5 separate regions of the Mus musculus genome follow, and all the other regions are linked to region 1. A link is a contact called in public Hi-C, HiChIP or PLAC-seq and promoter capture Hi-C data. All regions are on one chromosome and are shown on one strand. Each heading gives the region's core, a stretch centred on a gene start, on an enhancer-like site or on the middle of the called end of the contact. The rest is flanking DNA. Distances are from core to core; before and after follow the strand shown. Region 1 holds the start of Zfp780b (zinc finger protein 780B). Region 2 holds the start of Zfp607b (zinc finger protein 607B). Region 3 holds the start of 2310022A10Rik (RIKEN cDNA 2310022A10 gene). Region 4 holds the start of Timm50 (translocase of inner mitochondrial membrane 50). Region 5 holds the start of Ttc9b (tetratricopeptide repeat domain 9B).

What was found. Promoter capture Hi-C pulls out the DNA fragments that hold promoters and counts their contacts. A called contact is a pair of places that touch in the nucleus more often than the background predicts. HiChIP or PLAC-seq counts read pairs in DNA pulled down with a chosen protein or histone mark.
Region 2: a contact with region 1 is called in an H3K4me3 HiChIP or PLAC-seq map of stem cell-derived neural progenitor cells, with 6 times the contacts expected there. The contact joins the promoter of Zfp607b here to the promoter of Zfp780b in region 1. A contact is called at or near these places in 8 of 39 promoter capture datasets (the C10 cell line, cranial neural crest, embryonic stem cells and 4 more), 2 of 15 datasets of contacts at CTCF or cohesin (the NIH/3T3 cell line and pro-B cells), 5 of 484 Hi-C or Micro-C datasets (the G1E-ER4 cell line, embryonic fibroblasts, erythroblasts and 1 more), 14 of 115 datasets of contacts at active chromatin or transcription factors (DN3 thymocytes, the SCID.adh cell line, bone marrow-derived dendritic cells and 7 more) and 2 of 9 other capture datasets (adipose tissue and liver).
Region 3: a Hi-C map of cardiomyocytes shows a contact between it and region 1, with 3 times the contacts expected there. The contact joins the promoter of 2310022A10Rik here to the promoter of Zfp780b in region 1. A contact is called at or near these places in 3 of 39 promoter capture datasets (cranial neural crest, liver and pre-B cells) and 1 of 484 Hi-C or Micro-C datasets (cardiomyocytes).
Region 4: an H3K4me3 HiChIP or PLAC-seq map of the SCID.adh cell line shows a contact between it and region 1, with 16 read pairs. The contact joins the promoter of Timm50 here to the promoter of Zfp780b in region 1. A contact is called at or near these places in 4 of 39 promoter capture datasets (the 3T3-L1 cell line, hippocampal neurons, liver and 1 more), 1 of 15 datasets of contacts at CTCF or cohesin (the NIH/3T3 cell line), 1 of 484 Hi-C or Micro-C datasets (cardiomyocytes), 3 of 115 datasets of contacts at active chromatin or transcription factors (the 230-238 cell line, the SCID.adh cell line and bone marrow-derived macrophages) and 1 of 9 other capture datasets (pancreatic islet).
Region 5: a promoter capture Hi-C map of macrophages shows a contact between it and region 1, with 5 read pairs. The contact joins the promoter of Ttc9b here to the promoter of Zfp780b in region 1. A contact is called at or near these places in 3 of 39 promoter capture datasets (the HPC-7 cell line, cranial neural crest and macrophages), 2 of 484 Hi-C or Micro-C datasets (both in embryonic stem cells), 2 of 115 datasets of contacts at active chromatin or transcription factors (both in embryonic stem cells) and 2 of 9 other capture datasets (adipose tissue and pancreatic islet).

The regions. Positions count from the first base shown.
Region 1 is chr7:27,977,852-27,980,551 of GRCm38.p6, reverse strand. Zfp780b (zinc finger protein 780B) reads left to right here and starts at 1,395. Exons shown (of 6, transcript NM_001081021.1): 1 at 1,395-1,462.
Region 2 is chr7:27,687,936-27,690,635 of GRCm38.p6, reverse strand. It overlaps Zfp607b (zinc finger protein 607B), which reads right to left and starts at 1,296. Exons shown (of 6, transcript NM_001112731.1): 1 at 1,150-1,296.
Region 3 is chr7:27,551,882-27,554,581 of GRCm38.p6, reverse strand. It overlaps 2310022A10Rik (RIKEN cDNA 2310022A10 gene), which reads right to left and starts at 1,292. Exons shown (of 10, transcript NM_175107.5): 1 at 1,229-1,292. Pld3 (phospholipase D family, member 3) reads left to right here and starts at 1,364. Exons shown (of 14, transcript NM_011116.2): 1 at 1,364-1,584.
Region 4 is chr7:28,310,730-28,313,429 of GRCm38.p6, reverse strand. Timm50 (translocase of inner mitochondrial membrane 50) reads left to right here and starts at 1,384. Exons shown (of 11, transcript NM_025616.3): 1 at 1,384-1,505; 2 at 2,411-2,561. The coding sequence starts at 1,398. It overlaps Gm51445 (a long non-coding RNA gene), which reads right to left. Exons shown (of 3, transcript XR_003946618.1): 1 at 2,670-2,700; 2 at 2,282-2,340; 3 at 657-1,345.
Region 5 is chr7:27,652,552-27,655,251 of GRCm38.p6, reverse strand. It overlaps Ttc9b (tetratricopeptide repeat domain 9B), which reads right to left and starts at 1,328. Exons shown (of 3, transcript NM_028417.1): 1 at 905-1,328; 2 at 158-340. The coding sequence starts at 1,325. It overlaps Gm38973 (a long non-coding RNA gene), which reads left to right and starts at 1,020. Exons shown (of 3, transcript XR_881908.3): 1 at 1,020-2,002.

The DNA of each region.
Region 1 (2,700 bases), core at 146-2,645:
CTTTTTTTTTTTTTTTTAAAGATTTATTATTATTGTATGTAACTACACTGTAGATGTCTTCAGACACACCATAAGAGGGCGTCAGATCTCATTAGGGATGGTTGTGAGCTACAATGTGGTTGCTGGGATTTGAACTCAGGACCTTCAGAAGAGCAGTCAGTGCTGTTAACCACTGAGCCATCCCTCCAGCCCTCACAATTTGATCTCCCCCCACCCCCACCCCCTGCTTCTTTTCTTATTTATTAGATATTTTCTTTATTTACATTTCAAATGCTATCCTGAAAGTTCCCTATACCCTCCCCCCTGCCCTGCTCCCCTACCCACTCACTCCCACTTCTTGGCCCTGGCGTTCCCCTGTACTGGGGCATATAAACTTTGCAAGACCAAGGGGTCTCTCTTCCCAATGACGGCCAACTAGGCCATTTTCTGGCTGTCATTCTTATTACTACCTTATTACTTACCAGGCTTTCCCCCTGCTTCGTGCCTGAAGCTGCGCTATTAGTACTTTTAGTTTATTTTAGTTTTTAGGGAGGGTTTCACTCTATACTTGTAGCTGGCTTCAGTCTCACACACATGCAGTGAGCTGTGCCTCCCCTTTGCTGGGATAAAAGGCATGTCTTACCACGCGCAGCCATGTTTATTATACTTGATGACTTGGCCTCTTTATTTACACTGGCAATGTTGTGTCCCCAGTCTGTCTCGATTATCAAATCAACCTGAGTCTTCATTACGGTCACTCGTAATCTTCTAGAGTACTGAACTTTAACATATTTTCTGTAGTTGATACTCGGTTGAGTCTGACTTGTTTTCAAATCCTCCTTGTTTTCATCCTTCAACGTGAGGTAAATTACTGTCTAACGGACACGACTCAGTTGAAACTTTCTGATGTGTTCCTCACTCACCGTTTTCTATCTAGGTAACAGGGACCCTGAACTCAGGGAGGGTCCAGAACACCTGGCTGTCTGAAATCGCTGATGTAAACTATCCACGTTTAACACCAACAATTCTTTAGTTTAGTCTTTCCAAATTTACCATAGTCCCTACCAGGTCACAGCGAGGTGGAATCCCACTCAGTGGGACTCAAGTCACTTATATCCCATTCTGATCTTACTTCCTGTTCTGCTTGTCAGTCCGCTCCAGGGAAGAGAAAAATCAGTGGCGCGCAGAAGCGGAAGTACCTTTTGAGCACCACACGGGAGCTTTTAAAGGCTGTGCCTTTTTGGAAAAACCCCTGACACCACCAGGCGCAGCTCCCAGGTGGGCTGGTCCCAGTAGCAAGCTCGGATCGCCCTGAACCTCTGAGCTCTGGGCTTCCCGGAGTTCCGCCGCAAGGACTACATTTCCCAGGGTCCACCGCACCGGAAGTAACGGATCGAATTCCGGTGTCGTGTATCGCTCCCTTGAAAAGTCAGGTTTTTCTCGTAGGTGGAAGAAATCGCTCTATGGCCTACGTCCTCACAGAGTAAGATCGGAGCCAGCATGCTGGGTGTGGGTGTGGGATGGATGTTGATATTTGTGTGAGTGTGTAGGGGCGGTGATGTGTGTGTCTGTTTCTCTGTATGTATACGCACCTTGAGCACTCTGCATCTCCTGTGTCACTATGCTTGTAGCTTTCTGCTCCTGCTTTCTCTTGCAGGCACAGGGGCTGAAGCAAGGAAAGATCAGGTGCAGAGTCTGAAGGGAAGCTTCCTTTGAGGTACATGAGTAGCTGAGGCCGGAAGTGCCTCCGAGGGGCCCCTAGGGGGATAAGATCCCTAGGTTTCCCTGAGCTGTAGCAATGCGAGTGTTGCGGGAAGGGAGGGAAAGTGCTCATTGAGGATGCTCTCAGATCTAGTTTGGGATCTCAGGCTTCCTTGGGCTCCCCACAGGCTCCCCATTTCGGCCATTATTCCAAAGGAGGGCTAGAGAAGCATGAGATCTTTATTGCTACTCAGCTAAGACTCAAGGGCGAAGTTTGTGCTTTCTCTCCGTGTGAGAAACGAGGCTTTAGGTTTAGACTATAGAATTGTCAGTAAATGAAGGAGTAACAGACAAACTGATAGCTCCAACTTTGTGGCTCTTACATTGTTCGTTCTCCTCCCAATTAGTATTCTCACTATTGTTTCAGTGATCCTTGATATCTCTCAATAATCAGACCTTTCCCCTAGACTTTATAGATAAGAATCTCCAGAGGTTAACCTTAGGAATCTCAAACTCAAACCAATTCCTATCCATGGCATCACATAGCAGATGGACTTTGATCTTTATAGACCTTCCTTTCAAAGCAGGGGGACTTCAGGGGTGCTGGTGCTGCTTGTATTTAATGCTAAATACTGGCTCCCAAGATCTGGTGTCCCCCCCCCCCCACCCTTCGCCATGAGCAGATCCTCACATACTCCAAGTGATGCTATGTGAACTTTGCTCCCCAGCTTAAAACCTGAGTTTAAATAAAACTAGCCACAGCCAGTTCCTGAGAGGAATAGAGAGAGGTAGAGTTTGAGTAACTGAGCTGTGGGTCTCAAGTAGGCACCACCAGGGGAGGAGAGAGAACAGAGGCAGAGCACAGGGGAGGAAAAGACTAGAGAACAGGAGGTCTCCAAGAGCTGGACCAACCGTTCCTGACAGAGTGATATGCCTCCCGGGGACACCAGACGGCTGGAGCAGAAGTAGCCCTGGAAGTTTGAAACAGCAAGGATTTGGGAAGTGCAGTCGAGCCAGTCG
Region 2 (2,700 bases), core at 47-2,546, 290 kb after region 1:
AGACAGACCCCCATGGTCTCAGTCATGTAGAATCTGAAGCTGTTTTCTCCTAGGAACAGTAAGATGCCGGTTACTGGGGTTTGAGTGGCGGAGGCTGGATGTGCAGCATCGGGGTCGAGAGTGGGAGGTAGATCTATACCATAAGCGAGAGAGTTGGGAGATGTGTCATGAAACATGGTGACTGGGATTAATAGTTTGTAAAGTCTTAGAGAGTAGATGGCAAGTGTACTCGTGACAAAAATATAAGTTAGATGAAGTCCTTCAGTGCTATCACTTTCCCACTCCCGAAATCCTCACAAGCGAACAGACCATCTATCGACTGCATTCTTTTCCTGTCTTGTGATGCCATGGAAATAGAAATCAGATGTAGAACAGCAGCGTTTGAAAGCCCTAATGCTAACCTCTGTAGGTCCCTATGGAAAACAGCTTGGGAAAAAGATGGGATTGTCGACAGAAGACATCAAGGGTCACTGAAATGATAATGTGAATACTAGCTGGAACGGGAGGGGACACTAAGGACAATAGTGCAGTTGTAAATTTGCATGCTCCTGCTTCATTTCCTAACAATTCTATATTCTAAAACTAAAACCTCAGTTCTCAAACCGAAAAGAGCACTCACTCTTGAATCTTAGATGGGTAGCGATAATATTTTCATTATTCTCCAGCCTCCCTCTTGAATAATGGCCTAAGCAGGGAACCCGAGTATACATGAGATCGCAGACTACATTTGAGAGCATCCTCAGTGAGAACTTTCCTTCTCTTCCCTCGATATTCAGATTCGGCAGAGCTCTGAGACAGTCACGGAGCTCAACAAGTACCCTCCCTCCTAGACGACACCCCCGTCCTTAAATTATAGCCCTAAGCTCAAGTCTGAGCCTCGGGGAAAGCTTCCCTTCAGACCCCGCACCTGACCTCCCCTTACTGAAGCTTGGTCCTCTGCTTTAGTCCCTGTGTCCCTGAGAGAAAGCAGGAGCAGACAGCGACAAGCAAAGAGACACAGATTATGCAGAGAGCTCAAGGTGTGTATACAGTTAGACACTGACAGACACACACGCACATACACACACGTACACACACCACAGTTCCTACACGCCCACACATCAACACCCATTCGCCACACCCACACCCGCCTGCGGTCTCCCGCCTTACTCTGTGGAGGCCAACCAGTGACTTCTGATTCCCACCTGACCATCCGGGGTAGCTCCGCCTGCACACCAGAAGTTATCTACTTCCGACCCTATGCTGCCTGGGAAATGTAGTCCCCTTGTCCCAAACTACAAGAAATATAATGCTTCATAGTTCTGGGATATCCCAGCATGCAACCTGGGCCAGCCCATCTGGCAGCTGCGCCCTGTGCTTTGTGGGAGTTCCCAGGGATGGTGCCCTTCTCTCTCTCTCTCTCTCTCTCTCTCTCTCTCTCTCTCTCTCTCTCTCTCTCTCTCTCTCTCTCTCTCTCTCTCTCTCTCTCTCTGTGTGTGTGTGTACTTCCGGGTTCTGTGAGTAACTGGGTTTCACCCCTGTGGAGAAGACAGGTGAGCCTAAGTTTTAAACGCAGGCTAGGAAGTAAAATTGGATCGAGATGTAATTGAATACGCTTTGCCTGAGACCCACTGCAGGGTTCCACCTCGCTGTGCTCTGGTGGGACTTTGTCAGTGTTCTGGGTTTTTCTGAACGATCAAAGAAAGAGGGACACTGCAGAATGAATTTAGGCTTCCCAGAAGCAGAGGGATCCATTCTGGTGAGCTGAACTAAACGGCTAACAGCTTCGCAGGAGGGCTTTTGTGATTGTTACACAAAGGACCTTTTAGCAAGTCAATTCCCGCATACCCAAATCTCATATCAGATCTCAACGAACCATAAGGTAAGTAAACAGAATCATAAAAATTCCAAGTTAAAAAAAAAAGAAGAAGAATTCCAGGTTTGCCGGGAAGACAGCTTATGGGAGTCTGAACTTTTCTTCACAGCAACCAGAAGCCACAGTATACACCAGCTTCAAACACCTTGTTCCCAGCCCCCATTTGCCTAAGATGGCATATCAAATCTTCAGTATGCGCCTGTCCTGCTGAGGAAGTTGTTGAACATGTCCCGTTACACAGCGGCATTGTGGCTGTCCCTTAGTCTGCTCAGGACACCCGATGAAGAACCCTCTTTAGCGCTCAGATTTCACATCCTCGGTTGGACCAATAGGCCATCTACAGAGCCAGATCTATGGGGAAACCGTGCATCTGAAACCCACTATACAGACAGTGCTGTGGCCACAAAGGCACCGGCTGCTGCAGTCGGGAGCTCACGGAAGTCTCCATCCCACTAAGCCCACGGGAGCACCTGAGTTTGAGATGAACTGTGGTCAGAATGGTTTTGTGCCCCGTGGAAAGGTTATCCTTGGGGTTTTCAAATGGTCATTTCTCTGCCCTCACCTCTTGTTTCTATCTGAAAATGACATTGTAATACTTAGATTTTTTAAAAAAAACTCTCGTGTTTCAAGTTCTATAAACAAAATCTTACCATTTGTTCTCTGCCCTGACAATAAATGCAGATTGCCCAAAGGCTGGGCAGAGAGAAAACAGGGCAGCACGTCTCCCAGCCAGGGGGAGGAATGAGAGAGGGAGTTTCAGATCACCAGGAGGAGGAGAGGGTCTGAAAAGATGCCATGAGAAAAAAACATCTGAATCCCAAAGAACCAGATCTGTGATAATATGC
Region 3 (2,700 bases), core at 43-2,542, 430 kb after region 1:
AACAAGTACCTCTGCTTTTCTCCTGGGGGGGGGGGGGGCGGCAGGTGGGGAGGGGCAGAGAGATAAGTAGGCTAAGTAGGTAAAGGCCACCAGGCCAAGCTATCCTCTGGTTTTACATACAGTGTAATAAAACATGTCATTTAAAATTAAAAAATATATATATTAGAGGGGTTAAAACAGCAAACTCAAAGTTCCTACAACTACGTCTGACAGGTATTCATTAAATCTGAACTAAACTAGTGACAGACTGGGACAGTTGTAGACCTAATGTAAGTTGCATGCAGATGTGAGGTGGAAACCAAGTATATAAGACTATTTAGCCACCCTGGCATGATAGCAGAGGCTTTTAATCCCAGCACTGGGTAGAGGGGCAGAGGCAGGCAGTTTATCTGTGAGTTCAAAGCCAACCTGGTCTATGTAGTGAGTTCCACGACAGAAAGAGCTACAAACAGAGACCCAGCTTCAAAAATAATAAATAAGTAAATAAACAAACAAACACACAAACAAAACAACTTTTCAAGTATCTTTCATTTACTGCCCACAAATGAAGAGGAATGTTCTATTTCTATTGTATTTCAAGTTAAGGTTCCCTTCTCCTGGCTAGGATAACAATGCAAAATGCCCCCTTTTAAATTGAGGAACATGCATTAGTCATTATTTTAAATCGCTATTTCAGGACTCAGGAAAGAGGCAAACAATCTTCTTGACTGTTGTTTTGCTTCCTTTGGGCTTCCCTCCTCTATGTTGTTAGAACTCTCAGCTACAATCCCGATCCACCGAGCTGTTGGTATGCCAAAGACATTCATCAGGATCCACACGACGAACATAGGAGCCTGAGATTATCGGTTTTCACTAAACAGAGAAAACTTGGGCTCAGAAAGGTAATGACACAGGCCCAGTTCTTGCAAAGGGAAGCTGGGATTAGAACCCAAACCCGCTGGCCTGCTAGCTCGGGCAGCTCCCGCGCGGGTACCCATCATCAGTGCTAACGAGGATGGAAGAGTAACATGGAGAGCTCTGAGAGCAGAACGGGTGTGCACGACCTGACGTCCCATTACACGGGTTCTACGGTCAGCTTCTGGGCCCCCATTGTACAGAAGAGGAAACTGAGGCTCAGAAAGAGAAATCATTTATCTGATCGTACAGTATGGGCTGCGCGGGAAGTCCAGACCCCCGGCCACCCCGTATCTCCATCCCTAACCTCCTCCGTCCCAGTCCCGCACCTCACCTGGCACTCTGGGGCCCGCACCCCCACGAGGCGCCCGCCCGCCCTCCGGGTCGCGCCAACTGTCAGACACTCCTCCCTCGGCCTGGGCCGCCCGCCCCGGAAGTCCTGCCCTTGATACCGGAAGCCAGACTGCACCTTCCACCAGCCGCTCTAGCCCTCCTAGCCTCCAACCAGCAAGAGAGTGTGGGGCGGCGACCATCACATGACAACACAGAGCCTCGGTCGCGAAGAACGCCGCCAATCAGAAAGGATCAAGTCTAGCCCCCACCCTGCCCGCAGTCTAGCGCGACTGCGCCTGCGCACAGGTGGGCGGGAAGGCGGGGCTAGGTTCTGGAGTAGAAGACTCTGACGTGCAGGTACTGTGCGATCTGGTGCGCGACACCTTGGCTGCCCTCCCTGTGTCACCCTCTCGTCTATAATGCATCTCTTCTATATCGTCCTTGGCCCACTTAGGTGCCCTCATCCCTTCTCTTAAATCATACCCCACTTAAATCGTCACCACCCCTCCCCTTCTGACGCCATGACCTCTCTCACATCGCCCCCTCCTTTAAGAAGTAATTTTTGTTTTTTTGTTTGTTTACAATTAATTGAGTATCTGTGACTGCATTTACCCGAGGAGATCAGAAGATGTCTAATTCCCTGGATTTGTAGTTACGAATGGTTGTGAGCCATCCCATGTGAATGCTGGGTTTTCTAGTTCAGGTCCTTTGGAAGAGCAACAAGTGCTTTTAACTGCTGCACCATCTCTTCAGCACAAACATTGTCCTTTTTATTCATTTTCATTCCCCTTAAGCCCTGATTGGCCTTATATGCTCAGTTTTCTCTTTTTATGTGACAGGGTCTCCTTGTAACCTCAAAGTATGTCAGCTCAGACACGCCCCTGCTGTCCCCAGTGCTCCGCTGGTCACTCTTCCATCTTTGTTAGCACTGGGTACCTGTGCGGGAGATTAGCATTCAGTCACCAGTGCAACTCAGGCTGGCCTTGAATTTTAGATCCAATTGCTCAGCCTCCTGAGTGTGGGGATTGCAAGCACTGATGAGCCGGTCTCTCTGTCATCATTGTCTTAGTCACCCACACATCTCCTTCATGAAACCCCCATTTCCCCTAAATCTCTTCATACCAGTTATTCTTGTACTTCCTGTTTCCATCTCCCCTTAGATTACCCTCAAATCGCCCTGGTGTCTCCATCTCTCCACTAACACATCTGTATTCAGCATTACCCACAAGGAGCCACCCAGCCTTATAGCTTTCCCTCCTCTGTGGGTACACGTTTCACATATTTCCATGGTGTGGGATATTATATGGTATTCTATGGTATCCCAGGGTCCCAGCTTCACCCCTAAACCTGTGGGAAACCCAGGCCACCAAACCATGCCTCTCCAATTCCTGCTTTCCCATTTGTAAAATGCACAGTAGCCAACAGGTTTGTGTGTCTGTAAACCCAATGTCCAGGAGCTAAAGCAGGAGGATC
Region 4 (2,700 bases), core at 135-2,634, 330 kb before region 1:
AACAAAAAAACCCCAAAACCTAATTTTTAAAAAATGAAGATATATTTCATGAATACCTATGTTCCCTCCACACAGTTATATCAATATAAGGCAAACAAGACTTACCATGTCAAGGCAGTGTTTTGACCACGGGCATTTTCACCCAAGTTAATGTGAGGAAAACAGCCTAGTTCAAATGACTCAACTTTGATTCCTTGGACTCTCGGTGGAAGCTGAGAGCCGACTCTTGAAAGTTGTCTTCTGACCACGCCCTGTGGCATGAGGCTGACTGAGCACACTTAAGCAGCACCCCAATCCATTTCATTCCACTCCAGAAATAACAGCTCTGAATTCTGTGTGGCTTTCCTTTGCCCAACTTTGTAGTTTTACTATCTTAGTGCTTTGGATTTTTTTGGGTGGGTGGGTGGGTGTCTTTTTTTGGAGACAGGGTTTCTCTGTGTAGCCCTGGCTGTCCTGGAGCTCACTCTGTAGACCAGGCTGGCCTCGAACTCAGAAATCTGCCTGCCTCTGCCTCCCCAGTGCTGGGAGTAAAGGCATGTGCCACCAATGCCCTGCAGTACTTTGGATTTTTAAAGTTTAAGTGTAAAAATCTGACTTTTTTTTTCCCATTGAAAACAACTTGTGGGGGCTGGAGAGATGGCTCAGCGGTTAAGAGTACTGGCTGTTCTTCCAGAGGGTCTGAGTTCAATCTATAAAGAGATATGATCCCCTCTTCTGGCATGCAATTGTACCTGCAGACAGTGCACTCATACATTTAAAATGAGTGAATGAACGAGTGAATAATAAATGATTAAACAAATAAAGGAATGAATAAACAAACAAATAGAAAACAACTTGGGCAAGACTCATGGTGGCTCCCGCACCCCTAATTCACTGCTTTCTTAATCACTCTAAAGCCTAAACAAGTCAGCACGGAACGTTCCTTTGGTTGAATCCAGATGAGTGGTAGATCCAAATGAGTGGTTGGGCAAAGGAAAGATACTCCAGTCCTTTCTACAAACTCACGGCGTTAGGGGTAAAAAGAGATCTGGAGACGGGAAAGAAGACTGGTTCAGCCTCCTGGTCCACGTGAGAAAAACTGAGGGATGCTGGGTCAGCTCACTTTTTGGGCCTCTGTCCATTTCTAACGATGGGAGGTGAAAGGCAAAGTCCGAGCGACTGGATGGTGGCGGTCCTTAGGGCCCCAGGGGGCGTGGTGCCAGATGACAGTATTCCAATTTCGCGCTCAGCCAGAGGAAAGACCGACTAGGAGCGCACCAAAGGTACTCCGCCCAGTTCTTTTTGTCCCTCTCGGGTTCCTGTCCACACGCACTACCTCAGCGATCCCATTGGTCGTAGTCCTCGCCTGGGCGGGAGAGAGGGAGCGAGTGGGCGGGGCCGCGTGGCGTCAGCGCAAGATGGCGGCCTCGGCGGCTCTGTTCTCGCGCTTGCGGAGCGGGCTCCGGGTAGGCGCGCGGGGGCTGTGCACGCGGCTAGCGCCGCCACCTCCCCGCACTCCCGAGCAGGTGAGCGGCGCCGGGACGCGCGCCCCGATATGGGGCTTCTCTCTAAAGTTTTGGGCGTCTGGTGGCAACCCCGGCGGGTCTGGGAGACCGCACCTCAGGGTGCTGAATGGGACGGAGCCCGCGTTTTCGATGTTTCCATGCTTCCTGTGTGGACCACAGTTGCTCCCCCGGGGCTGGATTATGGAGGCCCGGAGTGCATCCCCTGGAGCCCAGGTCTCAACCACGTGGGTGCCGGGAGAGGTCACCTGTTCTGATCTCGGTGACCATTCAGGTGATACTTGACGGGGGTGGGGCCCAGGGCGCTAGGGACCCAGGGTCTGTCCCAGTGACATTTCAATCGCCTCCTTGAGCGAGAGGAACAGGAAGGATCCAGCCTGCCGTCCGTTCCAGCCTAGCCATTCTGACCTCCAAGTCCATGACTTTCCGTTCCCAAAGTCCCAGACAGGAGATTGCCTCTCCTCGCTCTTGCTTCCTTCCCTTCCAAACCCCTCCATCTTGGGCTCTGGGTATCCGGATATCTTAACTGTTCGTTCTGTCCCTTGGGTGCCCTCTGTCCCTTTAGTTTTGACATCTCTGTGCTAGCGCGCGCGCGCACACACACACACACACACACACACCCATCCCTTATTCTCCTTGCCCTACTCTTCCTGGCTCCAGACCCTGCAGTGCTATTGCTTCCAAGACCTTGAGCAATTTGCCCTTTCAGCTCTTGAACCCCTGTGATTCTCTAGACAGTTTAGTTGTGACTGTCTGAGGGGAGCAGCCTCTGAACTCACCCCTTCAGGGACACAGTTTTCTGCTCTGGATGTCCACTTCCTGGTTCTTGATCTTGAGGCTGCTTGGACAAATTTAAGTATTCTGTTATTTCTCTCTGTGTGACCTCTCCTCCATCCCCCTCCACTCAGGTCACTGAAATTGCCAACCGTGGGGGCTCCAAGGCCCAGGGGCCACAGCACCAGCCAGGCTCCGAGGGTCCCAGCTATGCCAAAAAAATTGCGCTCTGGATCGCCGGTTTGCTCGGAGCTGGTGGGACTGTCAGCATCGTCTATATTTTTGGTGAGAGACATAACCCTTGACTGTTGGCCCCCAGATTTCTACTGTGAACCCCCCCTTTCTTTCCCCATACTCAGTTCATTACCTGGCTCCTCCAACTAGGATACTCACCTTGAAATTCAAGAAGTCCTCTTCGACCCCT
Region 5 (2,700 bases), core at 79-2,578, 330 kb after region 1:
GGGTGCTGGATGAGTGTATGAGGAATCTTAGGTAGCTAGAGAGAGCTTGTCTGGAGCTGGTAACAGCACTTCCCTGGGGTGGCTTGGCTCTGCCCTGGTCCTCCCGCCTAGGTTTCCTCTGTTCTAACCCCCTGCCCAGCCCAGCCCTGCCACTCACCTGTGGGCTCTCGGCTGCGGGCCTCCTGTAGGTAGCGCAGCGCACGTGCATAATCACCCAAGTGGTAGAAGGCAATGCCGGCACGATAGGTGGCCTTGAAGTTGCCCTGCTGTTTCTCCAGCACCTTGAGACAGTACTCACGCACCCGCTCATAGTTCACCAGCTCCGACTGCAGGAGGCAAGCTGTGGGATGCAGAGACCCTGTAGTCTCAGACACAGCCTGCATCCCCTAGGATTCACATGACCTCAAATAACCTGACCTCTTCCCCTGGGCATATGGGATTGCTCTGGCCACCAGGAGACACTAATCAGCTAACCTGTTAGTATAAGAGCTATCTGCGCCGCCGCTAGAGGGCGCAGGACAGACAAGTCTGAAGCAATTAGCTGGAGGTTTTCCCAAGTAATTATAGAGGGAGGGTCCAAGAACGAAATAGCCGGTGCAGGGTAAGCCTTTCTAACCTTGGCTCATGCGTGGCAGACCGGGGGAAAGAATGAGTCAGGGAAGTGGGGCTTAGAAGACCAAGTCCAGAGCCCGTTTCATTATTCAAGCCCCTGCTTACTCCATCCAAGAAGCCCTATTCATCTACTCCCAACTCTCTTCCTCAGCAAGTTTTGTAGTCTTCCCCGCCAGACCACAGCCCTGACTCCTTCAGCTTCCAGCCACCACAGGCTCTATAGCCTCCTGATTACCCCCTCACTACCCACCCGTTTCACCCGAGTCCTCTGCGCCCCCCGACGGCCCCGTACCAGTGAGGGAGTCGTAACATTCAACCTCTGTGTTCTCCACCAGGCGCCGCTGCTCCTCGCTGAGGCGGGCGGGCCCCGGGCTGGTGGTGGGTCCCGGGGAGGGGGTGGGCAGACCGCCAGGGCGGGCCCCTTGAGCCGCCTTCAGCTGCAGCAGTGCCCGGTGGTACTTGCCAATGGCTTCTCGGAACTTCTTCTCTCGGTAGCAACGCTGACCCTCCGCCTTGAACGCCACGGCAGCCCGCAGGCTGCTGTCGAGCGCCGCAGCCAGGCCCCCAGACGGCTCTGGGGCAGGACCCGACCGAGCAGAGCCATGGCGAGGCGCTGAGCCGGGGCCCGGCGGGGAAAGGGCGGGAGGCGGGCGCGGTGGAGGCTCCGGGGCAGCGCTGAGCATCAGCACCGGGGACAGCGCGCCGCGCTGCATTGTGGGAAACTCCTGCGGCCGCCGCTGCAGCTACCGCATCGCCCCCCGCGGGGCCGGTCCCCACCCTTTCTCCGCCCCCACATCTCTGGCTGCCGTCTCCGGCTGCCCCCTATGGGTCTAGAAAAACCCCTCCAAACTCCCCCTCGCTCACCCTCAAACCAGCCTGGGTCTAGTTGTTCTGGCGCCTCTCCCTTGTCCCCACAGTCCTTACCCTCCCACCCGACTGCATGTTCTCCCGGAGATTTCTAGAAGAAAAAGGCTGAGCGGGCAGACATCAGTTTTGTGGAAAGCTGGTTTTCAGCCCACTAGTCATTTGGCATGTTGGATAAGAATACAGGATTGGGAGTCAAGCTGCCCGGCTTCAGACACTGGTTTCTCATTACTCTATGATTTGGACAATCCCCTCAAATTACCTATTGTACTATAGTGCGGGACAATAGTACATACGTTGGAATCGATTCTTTATGTAATAAACAAATAGCCATTGCTCAATTTCTGTTCAGGGGGAGGGGGTTGATGGGCCAATGTAAAAACAAACAACAACAACAGAAGTCAAGTGGGGTAGCACCTGCCTGTAGTCACACTCGGACATCTGAGGCAGGAGAGTGGAAAGAAGTTTGAAGCTAATCTGGTGCTAACGAGGAAATTCCAGATCAGCCATGAACTACAAAGAAAAGGTAGGTGTGGGAGATTAAGGAGAAGGGAGGGAAAAGGAGAGAGAAAGAATTATTTAGATAGAGCCACATCTCCTAGGTTCACAGCCTAGTGGAGAGACAGACCTGTAACAGCCCAAAGTGGCTGATCCTGGGAAGCGCAGGAGGAGAGCCATGGCTAGCATGGAGAAGTCAGAGGAGGCATTTGCTCTAGGTTGAAGTGTGACTGGGGACTTCCTGGAGGAAAGGCAACTCTGCAACCTAGCCATTCTGTCCCTTGCCTTCCATTTCCAGAAAAGCCAGTGGGGAGGTGACAAGGGTCCCCACTGACAGCCCAGGACCACCAGTACAATAAGGACAACCAAGAAAATGCGGCTGCGGCTGCGCTGTGGTGGCACTCCCCTGCAATCCCTGCACTTAGGAGGCAGAAGCAGCAGAACTCTATGGTTTCCGGGCCAGCCAGAGCTACACCTGACTCAAAAAAGAGGGGGAAAAGGAAAGAAATTCGTTCATTATGGGCCAGCAACATAGCAGTAGCCACCACGTGAGTTCCATCTGTGGAACCAGCCTCTCAAAGTGGTTATCTGACCCCTTCCTACATATACCTGCACACACACACACAAACTCACGCACATACACACACACGCGCGCGCACACGCGCACACACACATACACACACGCACGCACACACACATGCACACACACGCGCACACACACATGCA